Regions from separate parts of the Mus musculus genome. Here region 2 is linked to region 1. Evidence: chromatin contacts called from public Hi-C data. All regions are on one chromosome and are shown on one strand. Each heading gives the region's core, a stretch centred on a gene start, on an enhancer-like site or on the middle of the called end of the contact. The rest is flanking DNA. Distances are from core to core; before and after follow the strand shown.

Region 1 (5,843 bases), core at 1,503-4,002:
TACTCAGGAATTCTGCCAGGACTGAGTCCTGGTGCCTGGCATACAGTAGTCTTCAATAAATATTTATAGGAGGAACTGAAGATAAATTATCTAATAAATTGGTACGTTCATAAAGTCTCCCCTTGTTCCTACTGTTTCTTTCCTCTGGAGAGTTAGCTGAATTTATACATGGAAAAAAATAGAGAATAGTGCCAGACAGATACCAAGCGCCGGGCCTGTACTAAGTGCCCTATTAACAGGGTGTGGAGGAGCTGAATTCATGCTGGTGCACTTTGACTTTAAGAGGTCATACATAGCCTGGGCCACCTTGGAACTCCGTGAGAAGGTCGGCTAGTTGAAGGGAAGGAAGAAGACTACACTCCGAAGCATATACTAACGCATAGAGAAATTATTCCAGAGGATTCCAGGGAAATGATTAAGTGTCCAGGAGAGGTGGGTTGACAGGTCACTGGCTGTGGTATGTAAACTATGTTTGGCATAGTAGCAAGAAGCAAAGTACTTCCTCCTATCTGTGTCTGCCTCTTGTCTTACTTTTGATATGATGATAAGGGAGACAGGCTAATGAATCATGGTGGTGGACAAGGGCCTGACAGACAAGCTTGATCAGTCCACAAAGACAGACACTTTAGGTTCAAAGAGAGCCTTAGATCTTAATGAGCTTCTCTTGCTAACCACCTCTCCTTGCCTTTGCCTTGCTCGTTCCCATCAAAGCCAGCTTCCTCCTTGACTTCACCCTGACAAGCAGGAAGCTTTCCATTGCTCTGTCATAGGATGCAGGTTCCCTCCCCACTGCCAATGCTGCAACCCCAGGTGTGCTGGGGGTCTCTACCTCCCGCCAATACTCCCCTTATTTGGCAGCTAGATGTTATTTTGATATTTAATTTTTGTCTATTTAATTTTGCAAATATACTAAAAACTTCCATCAGGTCAGGGTCTATCTATATCATGTATTTCTTTGAGATTGCCCATTAATGCCTAAACATATGTAGCATGTGCTGATAGCATGTACAAATAGAGGAAAGAAAGCTAAGAGGTGACAGACAGTTTCCCCGTGGCATTTAATAAAGTAGCAGAGCCTCTCTAACAACCTCCGCATGCAGTGTCTTAAGCTTCGTTTGCCTCTGCTAAACTTAGATTTAGCAGTTGTTCTAGAAGATTGAGCCATCTCATTTTCTCTACATTCTTAGGGCTCACCAGATCACAAAGGAAGCATTCTCTGGGGCAAGTTTTAAGTTATTGTATCATTTCTGTATCACAAATACTTAGTGACTACTCAATAATTGCCAAGGACTATGTTAAATGTTTAGCCACATTAATCATTATGACAGCATGACGGTGCTGGCACATAAGATCTCCTCCTGTATCAAGAAACAGACTCAGTACTGGTCACTCAAGGTCACAGAGTCAGGAAGCATGTGAGCACTTACCTGTGATCCTCCTGTCACCAGGCATCTTCATCTTTGGGGAACTACTGGAAAGATTCTCTAATAGATCGGTTATCTAACGCAATCAAATCTACTCAGTGAATATTGTACATAGGAAAATTCTACCTTTAGGGTAATCCAGCACTGGCTATAAAACATACTCTCTAGGCTGGCTTTTGGCATAAATGTCAAGGACAAAATAATTTTTTTCTCTGATTAAAAGAAAACGTTCTCAGTGGCAGCTATTAAATTCTGCAACTAAAGAAAGAGGGCATTCATCCACACCGGCTCTCTTTGCTCCTTATTCACAATGCTAAGCTCCTATTAGTTGTAAAAAAACAAAAAAGCATTTTTCAACATGTAAATATAATACAGTCCTGCCCAAAACAATGTTAATTTTTTTAAAAATTATGTATTTTCTTAATACATGAAGAAAACCAGCTCTACACTTTGACCCCAGGCACTGAACCATCATTTCAAAAATGTTTCAAAGCATTCTTGTCCCATTATTTACTCTCTAGATATTCCTGTTTTTTGTAAGAAGTGTCAGTTTGAAAATAAGAAAAGAAATCCAGATATGCATTAACAATAATTAATATTGACCTTTCAAGACTAAACGGTTGCATCTCCTTATCAGACTTCGCCTTTTCCCAATGAACAGTCAGACAATTTTTGGATCTTTATCCTTAGGCCTGCACGGCCCTGTCCTCAGATCCTGGGAAGCAGGTGAGGTCCCAGGACACTCTCTGAGCCCTGGCTGCCTGTGAAACCATTTCACACACTCAGCCTCATGCCTCACGACTTGTGTGGGCAGCATTTGGCCGTCTCTCTATTTACACAAACTCCCTAACGGTCTGGCACCACTGACGTCTCAGAGGGAGGCACAGTACATAGAGTGTTTCACAAGAAAATCTTTAAACAAAAGGAATTAAAGAAAATCCCTGTTTAATAGTGAGTTTTTAACCAAGCTCCTAAATTCTCGAGAGCAGTGAAATATTAACTTTCCCCAAGTGGGAACACAGAGCTCGCCTTGTTTCTCTTCATACTCTTGGGTCACAAACCCTCCGGAGAGGAGCGTGCTCCTTCTTAAGAACCTACTGAGATTCCTCATCAGTAGTGGTTGGGAAAGCACAGGATTTGGGCTCACACAGATCTGCGTTCAAATCCTGTTTTCCACCCTCCTCGTGTCTCAAGGAGTTAGTGTATAAATCAGGGATGAAAGTGGTAATGACCTCACTGCTCCTGGATTCTGCAGCAAAAGGTGTCCGCTCAGAGCAAGCACGCAGTGTGGGGTGGCTGAAATACAATCAGCCTGCTGTCATCTGGACCTTTGAAGGGACCTTTCTTCAGCAGAGAGCAGGAAACAGTGACAAAGGTCAGGAACCAGCCCTACTCTGTGCCTCTGGCTCTGGTTTAGTGCCCCCTTGTGGCTACCCTTCCTAGCCCTCCTTCCTTGCCTTTGTGGTAAACCAAGCAGTACCTAAGTCATTCAGGGTCATTCCATCAGAAGGTGCTGTGGGGGATCTGCATTACAGAGTCACTGTTTTGTGCTGTCTGCTAAAGGCTGAATTAGTGTGATCAACTTGACTGATCACACCCTCTTCCACAGCACTGTGGGTCCCAAGTGACTTCTCCTTACTGCCTCGGCATGAAGCAAGGAAAAACACACCCTCCGTCAGTACCCTGTTACAAGCCCAAGAGGGTTCTAGAGAATCCCAGGGCAACCATTTTTCTTGCCCATGTCCCAGAGCCATGGTGGCATTCCACACAAGAGGCCTGCTTTGACCAGGAGCAGGTAGCAACTCTAACAGCCTGCCACATTCCCCACTTCCAGCCACAGCCATTTCCTGTGGCCAGCACGCTCCCCGCATGGTCTAGAAATCCTTTGCCACATGGTTCCATTTGCCTGTACGTTCAACCTTGATTTTGTGGCATGTACTCGTTTTGGCTATGTAAGATGTTGACTCACTAAGGTGACACGATGTCATTTCTGCATCAGTTTCCATGAAATAACATATCATATAATCATGTTGGGGGGGGGGAGGTCTCACTACAAAAAGTTAAATTTTTTGATTCTTTTTTTATTAGATATTTTCTTTATTTACATTTCAGATGCTATCCCGAAAGTTCCCTATACCTTCCCCCCACCCCCCGCTGCTCCCCTACCCACCCACTCCCACTTCTTGGCCCTGGCATTCCCTTGTACTGGGGCATATAAAGTTTGCAAGACCAAGGGGCCTCTTTTCTCAATGATGGCCGACTAGGCCATCTTCTGTTATATATGCAGCTAGAGACACAAGTTAATTTTTAAAAAAATGATTGGAAGTTAAATACAATTGGTGGATATTCAATCATGTGTCTAATACAATTAAATGAGAAGCCATTTTATTTTAATAGAATGAATAAAAACTTAAAAGTATACACTAAAAAATCAAAAATAGAGTTTGTTCAATTGTAGAATTATAACTGTAGAATTTTTTCCCCATCTCATTTGCTTAGGTGTTTTAACTAAGATATGTTCTTCAGTTTTTCACTCAGCAAACACTTGTACCTTCTAAGTATCAGGCTTGTGGCAATACCAACATCACTACAAAGCCAACTTAGCCTGAATGACCCCCACAATATAACAATGGTACTCAACCTGTGGGGTCATGACCCTTTGACAAAACTCTGTCTCCATAAGTATGTAAGTATTTACATCATGATCATAACAGTAGCAAAATTACAGTTATGAAGTAGCAATGAAAGCAATTTTATGGTTGGGGGTCACCATAACATGGGGAACTGTATTAAATAGACACAGAATTAGGAAGGTTCAGAGCCACTGAACTGGTAGAGTTCACAGAGATCAATCAAATAAGTATACAAATTCATCCTTATAATCAGGGACAAAAGCCACAAAGGGAGGACATGGGGTACCAAGAGCAGTGTAAGAGAGGGTCAGTATCTCTGACTGGTGGGCTAGATTCAGAGAAAGCACCCTAAAGAAATAACATAGGGCACCAACTATGGACAGAACTGAGGCTGAAGGGAACTGAGGAGGAGGAGGCTCTGCAGGCAGGGGACCAGTACAGGCTCGCTCGGTTGGGGGCTGCCAGTGCAATGACCACCCAGGGATGAGCATCTGATAGATGGATGGGCATAAGGCAAAAAGCAGTGGGGACTTCTGTAAGAGAAGTAAGGGTTTCTGCCTCTGTTTATAACACAGTGGTAAGCGTAGAAGCAGGGGGTGACATGATCAGGGTTGGCCACAAGGGTGACTGTCTGCTGGGCAATGTCAAGGGATCCAAGCAACCAACCAACCAACCAACCAACCAACCAACAAACAAACAAACAAAAAGGATGTAACACCAGGCAGTGGTGGCTCATGCCTTTAATCCTAGCACTTGGGAGGCAGAGGCAGGTGAATTTCTGAGTTTGAGGCCAGCCTGGTCTACAGAGTGAGTTCCAGGACAGTCAGGGCTATATATACAGAGAAACCCTGTCTGGGGGGGGGGGGGGGAAGGGGGGAGATCCAGACTGAGACTCGGTGGATGTAGCAATGCTGGCTGGGGTAAGACCTTGGAGCCAGTCAGGGCTCTCTCCCTTCTCTAGTTTCTGCTGAGAACAAAGTGAACAGCAGTGCCTGGGCACAGAAAGACAAATTCCACTGGCACAATGTTCAAAATGCTATTTTATCTCAAAACCTGGAACCAGTGCTTTGGAGAACAAACGGCAGGTGTATTTACATTAAACATGAAACCCCTTCCGTCCTGTGTTTGTGAAGCACACAGTCTTTTCTTCCCAGCTTCACTGGGGGTTGCCATCTACTATCTCCAATTACCACGCTGCAGTACTCCCCCCCCCCCGCCCCGTCCCGACAAATCTCCTCCTCTCCTCCCTTACTCCTTTCAACCCTTTTTGCAATTATATGCCAGTTGCTTCTGCACCCACAGAAGTATCGGGGCCCCCACAAAGCTCTTCTTCTCCCCTTCCCACCACAATGGTGTCCAGATCACAGGGATCAGGTTGAAGTTATTGTTCCTCCTGAAAGAAGGTTTCTGAGAGCCTCTCACGTGAACATCTCAGCACATCAGGGCAAGGAAAATGGGGGTGGGGGAGCTTCTTCTAGTGGTGGAGGTTAGGAATAGACTGGGGATAAAAACAACCCCACCATTCTAGGATGTTCCCCCAGAGAACGAGTGTGCAGAACAGAATCAGATTCCTAGAAGAACACATGTCTCATAGAGAGGGATCCCATACTGTTTCTTACCAAACAATGCCATTAAGGCATAATCCTTCCCTGGGTATGACTGACTCACTCACTAGCACATTACAGGGTGCTTAGTATCTTCAGTTCTACTAAGTAACAAGTGCCAGGAGGAAACACTCCTCACACACCACACCCTCTGCTATCCACTTCACCCTGCACACCAACTA
Region 2 (5,843 bases), core at 1,590-4,089, 140 kb before region 1:
GAAAAATTGAACTTTCATGATGTAATTTGAGGCAAAGACAAAGAAATGTGTTACTCTTAGAACATTCTACACTGCTTCTCATTGCTTTGGTGCCAGGGATTGAGCCTGAGCCTTGCAGCAAGCACTCACCCTGTGAACTACGCTCCTCCTTTTGGGAAAGTAACTAAATAACTAACCATAGGATTTCTGAGATATAACATACAGGCTTTTTGCACTGCCTCCATGTTCTCTTGAAGTCTGAACCTTTCAGAGGGCATCAGTATGGGCAACTACTCAAAGTAGCACACACATGCCTGAGTGGCACCTTCGTCTCCATGTCTTCCTCTAAACTTAAGCAGGCTTCTTCCTCAAGAAGGCATGTTGAAGTCTTCCCTTTGACCTGGATGCTTATCTGGAGAGAACACAGCTTGAGGATTTCCTGCAGCTGTTTGAATGATCCATGAAGGGGACAATCATAGAGATTTCAAAGGAATTGAAGGACCCGGAGAAGAAACGAAAAGCTCACCTTTGCCCTGAGCTTTGTGTGTCTGTCAACCAGGGAACCTGTGGGCTGGCTCACTGGTGTCTCCAGGTGTGTTCAAGAGTGTCCAATTTCAAAGAACTCTGGGAACTCTTACTCTAAGTCCCAAACAAAAGACTGGGGCTTTGATTTGAAACAGATAGACAATTCAAATAGCTCTGCAGGGTCCTAGCTACCCCACGAGATAAGATCCAGTGACACAAGGGACATCATTTCCAGCCACAATGAGCAGGGGTTCTACATGGCAAAGGGCAGGGAGTCCCAGATGGCAGGGAGACCCAAAATGAAATCACTGGAAGGAAGAGGCCTGAACTAAGGCACAGAGGGCACACACACACACACACACACACACACACACACACACGAAAAAGAACAGTGATAATTTCTTTTGGCAATCTACCAGACTATCATATCCATGGTTTGTCACAGGTCTTTGCTGACATTGTCATGCATTCTTCCCATTTTCCAGGAAGATGTGTGTAGAACCATAATAGGAATCCAGACAGACCGATGCATGGGAACCAGCTCTCAGAACCACAAGCATGAGAGGGCAAAGGTGGTATCAGCTACAAATGTTTCTTTAGAAAACAACCCAACAAGATGATTTGGGAAAGCCATTTTAGGAGAACACGAATATTGGTAAATGAGAGATAGATAGTGAATTTAGAAAAAAAAAAAAAAAGAATCTAAATACCCAATGGAAAGGAAGCAAGGAAGAGGTTCTACCTGGTCAGTTACTGTAGCCATGTGAGAATGCATGAGGATGGTCCTAGAATACATTGTTCTGTACCAGCCTCTGTTGAGTGCACACCGTATCTGTGTGCTTCATAGAGCATGAGTAATCCCACCTCAGTCTTAAAATGGAAGTCGGTGAAGATGCTTCTGTCAGCATCCCACCAAAAGGGCTGGAAAAACGAAGGCTGTGAAAAAAGTTAAAGGAACTTCTCTTCATGGCGAGCTAATGAGTGGGGTGACAGTGGTGAGCTAATGAGTGGGGTGGCAGGCACTGCCAGCCCCTGCAGAAGGAAAACATACTGGCATCGAGGTAGAAGACATAGGCACAGTTTTTAAACCTTGTAATTTATTCTCTAAATGTTTGCAAGTATGAATGATTAAAGACATCCCATGGATAGACAGAATTAATATTGTGAAAACGAACATCTCATCAAAAGCAATTTATAGGTTCAATGTAAATTACCCCAATAACAATTCCCATGACAAAAATAGGAAAGAAATTCATATGGAAGATACTCTCCCACTCTGTGGACTTCGTGGCCCCTGGATGGGCTGATTCCTTGCTCTACAGAAGCTCTTTAGTTTTATGAGGTCCAGTTTGTCAGTTTGACCTTAGTCTCTGAGCAAATGCAGTTCTATTCAGAAAGTCTTTTCCTGCACATGAATGTTGGAGGTACTAACTGTCTATGCCCCCACCCCAAGAAATCCCCCAAAATTTGCCTGAGATATTTCCATATCAGATTCCAAGCTATAGATAGTATAGAGGTATAGCAATAAAAATAATGTGAGTCTGGCACAAAACAGCCATGGAGATCAATGGGATAAATTAAGAGTGCACTAAATTAGATCATCTGATATTTGACAAAGATGCCAAAATGTACACAGGGGAAAAGACAGCACCTTCAACAAATGGTGACAGGAAGGTTGGGTGTTCACATGAAAAGGAATAAAATTAGGCCCATATCTATCACCCTTCACAAAAAGTCGGTGAGAGTTGAGCAAAGACCTCAACTTCCATGAAATGGGAAAGTTGAAACTCCTAGAGAAAATCATAAACAGAACTAGAAAACAGGCTAAAAAAATATTCAGAGTGAGGGAACCCCGAGTCAAAAAGACACATACGGCATGTTCTCTCTAATTTGTGAATCCTCGCTCTGAGACTTTGAATGTGAGTTTATAACCTGAAGTAATCACAGAATCCAGGAAAATAGAAAGGGGTCATGGTAGATGAGGGGAGAAGGAACTCTAGAGAGGGGACTCAGAAGACATAGGCTCTAGGAAGGGCAGAAGGGCAACTGGGAGGGAACTTAACTGGGGAAGAGGGTGGTTAACAGAGAAGAGGGAGGAAGGAGGGATGGGTTTCCCAACTAGAACTCAAACATTCAGAGAATGTGCTTGGCTCTAATTGTACCACAAGGTTTATTGTTTGATCAGACACAGAAAGTATGTCCCCAAGTCAGAGTCTCCAAGCATTTCAGAAAGTTCTGGCTACTGGGAGCATGAAATGAAATTAGCCATGCTGGGTGCTTAGTACAGTGCCCTGGGACACTGACAAAAACTTGGCAGATACCACCTCTACTATTACCACATGCCAGGGACTGTCCTTCCAACCCACATACAAGACAAACACAGAGCTTAGCCACAGCCACCTACTGTCTGGAAGAAGACAAAAAACAAAAAAAACAAACAAACCAAACAAAAAACCCTCAGTCCTGAGAGGCCAGATAACTCTCCTGTTGTCACACAAAGGGCACAGCTGCTTTCAGGGGACTCTCTCCTACCTCTGCCTAATCTAGTCTTTGTAACAGAAGCAAAGAATGATGGTATGTATCAGCCTGCAGAGGCAGCATGACCTGTTGTGGACTTTCCTAACTAACCCTGTCCATAACTGGCCAGGTAAGTCTAAACATCTCCATTCAGGGATTTCAAAGCCTCTGAGGTGTGCCCTACATCATTTCCTAAAGCATCCCCCATTTCTAGTCTACACAAGAGGCAACCAGCTCTCCCAAGGCTTTTGCCATTATTATTTATTATTATTACTTTTTTTTTTTTTTGAGACATAATCTATGTAGCCTAGACTGGCTTCAAACACACACCCCTTTTGACTCATCTCCTGAGTGTGGGATTGGAATTGTGAATCATCACTGTGAGGGATACTGCATGCCTCACCTAATCCCCTCTATCTTAGAACCCAGTTCAAGTCCAGCCTTTATCAGGAAGCCCACACATCTGCTTCTGCCCCTTTAACCTCCATCTCACAACTAGTTAAGGAAATGATGTAAGGCACACCTCAGAGGCTTTGAAATCCCTGGATGAAGATGTTTAGACTTACCTGGCTAGCTATTGGTGTGGTTGAGTTGTTTTGTAGTTTGTAGTTTTATCTGGCAGTTCCTAAAAAAGTTGAATGTGGATGTATAGAGTACAGGGGTTTATGGGTTCCTGTAAATGAACAGTCTAGTAGCTTAGGGGCAAATGCTGATCCTCGTGTATACCGCAGGGGCCGGCTTGGTCAAGTAGCAACTCTTTTTGTCTAAGAGTGGCCATGTAGCAGTTTCCCTTTGAAAGAAAGGCAAGCTATTCTTATTCAAAGAAGAATGAATGCTGGAGATGTGCTCAGTGGTAATTTGTCTAGCATGTGCAAGGCAGGGTCTAATCTCTCAAACTGCAAAACAACTCAACCACACCAATAGCAAAAGACCAAAACCAGAGTCAGGCCAGCCAACGAACAAACAAGCATAGGTTGGTTTCCTTCACCTTCCTGAGTCCAGTTCCTTGCACTGGACTCTATCGTCTCTGTGCTGGTCAGGCTGCAGGCTGTAACTCTATTGAGAACCATGGAGCAGCAACAGAACTCCTTTTATGCTGACCTCTAGTGAAGGACGCCCAGCCTTGGAGTGGGGCTACAGGGAAAGCTCACCACTCTGACACAGCATTTCATCCAAAAGAATGTCTACCATTCCTGCATGCCCTGTTAACCCACTGGGGATGGGGGAACCCACTGGAGAGAGCTCATCAGAGGCTTTCCCTCAGATCTTTTCAAAGAAGTCCTGTCATTTGCCAATGTGATCTTTCTTAATGTTGTGCAGATGGCAGGCTAATCCATCTTCAGATGATCTAATTGCATTGAACTTTTATGAAACATTTTGTGGAGTTGCGATGTCTTAATTGTGAGGCGAGTGCTAAATGTCTTCAAGAGTACTGAGCCAAGCACTCCCATTAAGCCCAGCATTCCCACCAAGCCAAGCATCCCCCGCCCCCGCCCTGAGCCAAGCATTTTCATTTAAGCCAAGCACTCCCACTGAAGTGGAGAATTTCCAATGGAAACATTCGGGGAGGGGGGGGGACTAGGAGGTGGGAGTGAATAGACTCAGCAAGTCCAGTTCTTAGGGATCAGTGTTGATAAAGATCCAGTTTTGTTTCAACTTACTGGCAGAGAATTTCCACACAGGGCTTGTGGAGTGTCTCCTGTGCCTTGCAAGCATCACAAGTCTATTTCCCATAAAGAGAATGAGAACAGCACAGGGTAGTGGAGAGAGAAGGACCATCAGAGGAGGGCTTTGGGAACCTGACTGGTGGAGACTCCATGCAAATAGTATTTTCTTGTCATTCCCCTGTTCTGCTGCTGTCTTAGCCCAGAAAGCTTTACAAACCTTGAACACACAGTTAGTTACCTACAGGAAGGACATTGAATCATATGGGTGTATGGCTGAGGGGGACGTGATCTGCAGCTTCTGGATTTGGGAAGAAGGCACATATAAGCTGGTGAGGTTAGTGTGAAGAGCATGGGCTCTTTAATTCCATGGTTTCTTGAAGTGTTGCTAATGCTGCTTCTTCAGCAGGAATACTCTGTGAAGTTGTCTTCTGAGTTTGCATTTGGGACAGCCTGGACTTTCAGTGGAAGTCAGACAGTAGCCATCTGAGATCTGGGCTTGGCTCATTTCTGACTCCCTGGTGGATACCACACACCAAACTACTCCATCCACAAGAGGACATTTGATGCTAGGTCACAAATACAGTGCCACACCCCCAAGATTCATGGTAGGAGAGATGCAAATAACCCTGGCCCTATTCCTTGGCAGGCCTAGGGGATCCGACAATGCTGTTTGTTTGAACTAGGATTAAGTCCTATTTCAAACACTAATGTGCGCTCTTGTCACCATCAGACTTTCAGGCCCTCGCCCTGCCCTCGCCACAAACATATTGACATTGGCCCCTGTTAACAACATCCCCCTCACTTTCACCTTCCCAGTCTCTATGCCGCGCTGGGTGTGGCAGAGCAGGAACACAGGCTGTAAAAGAACTGGGCTTCTTGATTCCACCTTGGGGTCCCTGGTGATGCTAAAAATTGGCAGGAACGATCCAGGTTCTCCATCAGAAGCCCATTTCCTGGAGAATGGTCATATTTCCTTGGCAAACGAGGACACAAGAGAAACTCTTTGAACCATTTCCAACAATGCAAAGAGAAGCCACAGAAAGCAGAGCCCTACCAGGAAAGGGAAACAAAAACCTCCTTGAAAGGTACGCTGTGGACCAGGGTTCTGGCTCAGTGGATGATGCTGTGGACCAGAGACCTTGCTCAGTGGATGAT

What was found. Hi-C and Micro-C count contacts between places; a contact is called where the count stands out from the background.
Region 2: a contact with region 1 is called in a Hi-C map of liver, with 2.3 times the contacts expected there. The contact joins two enhancer-like sites. A contact is called at or near these places in 7 of 484 Hi-C or Micro-C datasets (the HL-1 cell line, bone marrow-derived DN3 thymocytes, conventional dendritic cells and 3 more) and 3 of 115 datasets of contacts at active chromatin or transcription factors (differentiating embryonic stem cells, extraembryonic endoderm stem cells and hepatocytes).

What each region holds. Positions count from the first base shown.
Region 1 is chr4:100,211,485-100,217,327 of GRCm38.p6, reverse strand. All of the region lies in intron 1 of Ror1 (receptor tyrosine kinase-like orphan receptor 1), which reads right to left. Among named protein-coding and RNA genes, the nearest start is that of Gm12701, 95 kb to the right of the region's middle. Within about 2 kb of position 2,752, at least 41 of the 459 cell types and tissues checked have an H3K27ac peak or open chromatin away from gene starts, as enhancers often do. A contact at or near this core is called in hepatocytes and liver, where this site is marked.
Region 2 is chr4:100,348,982-100,354,824 of GRCm38.p6, reverse strand. The region is part of intron 4 of Ror1 (receptor tyrosine kinase-like orphan receptor 1); the gene reads right to left. Among named protein-coding and RNA genes, the nearest start is that of Gm35760, 42 kb to the left of the region's middle. Within about 2 kb of position 2,839, at least 23 of the 459 cell types and tissues checked have an H3K27ac peak or open chromatin away from gene starts, as enhancers often do. A contact at or near this core is called in hepatocytes and liver, where this site is marked.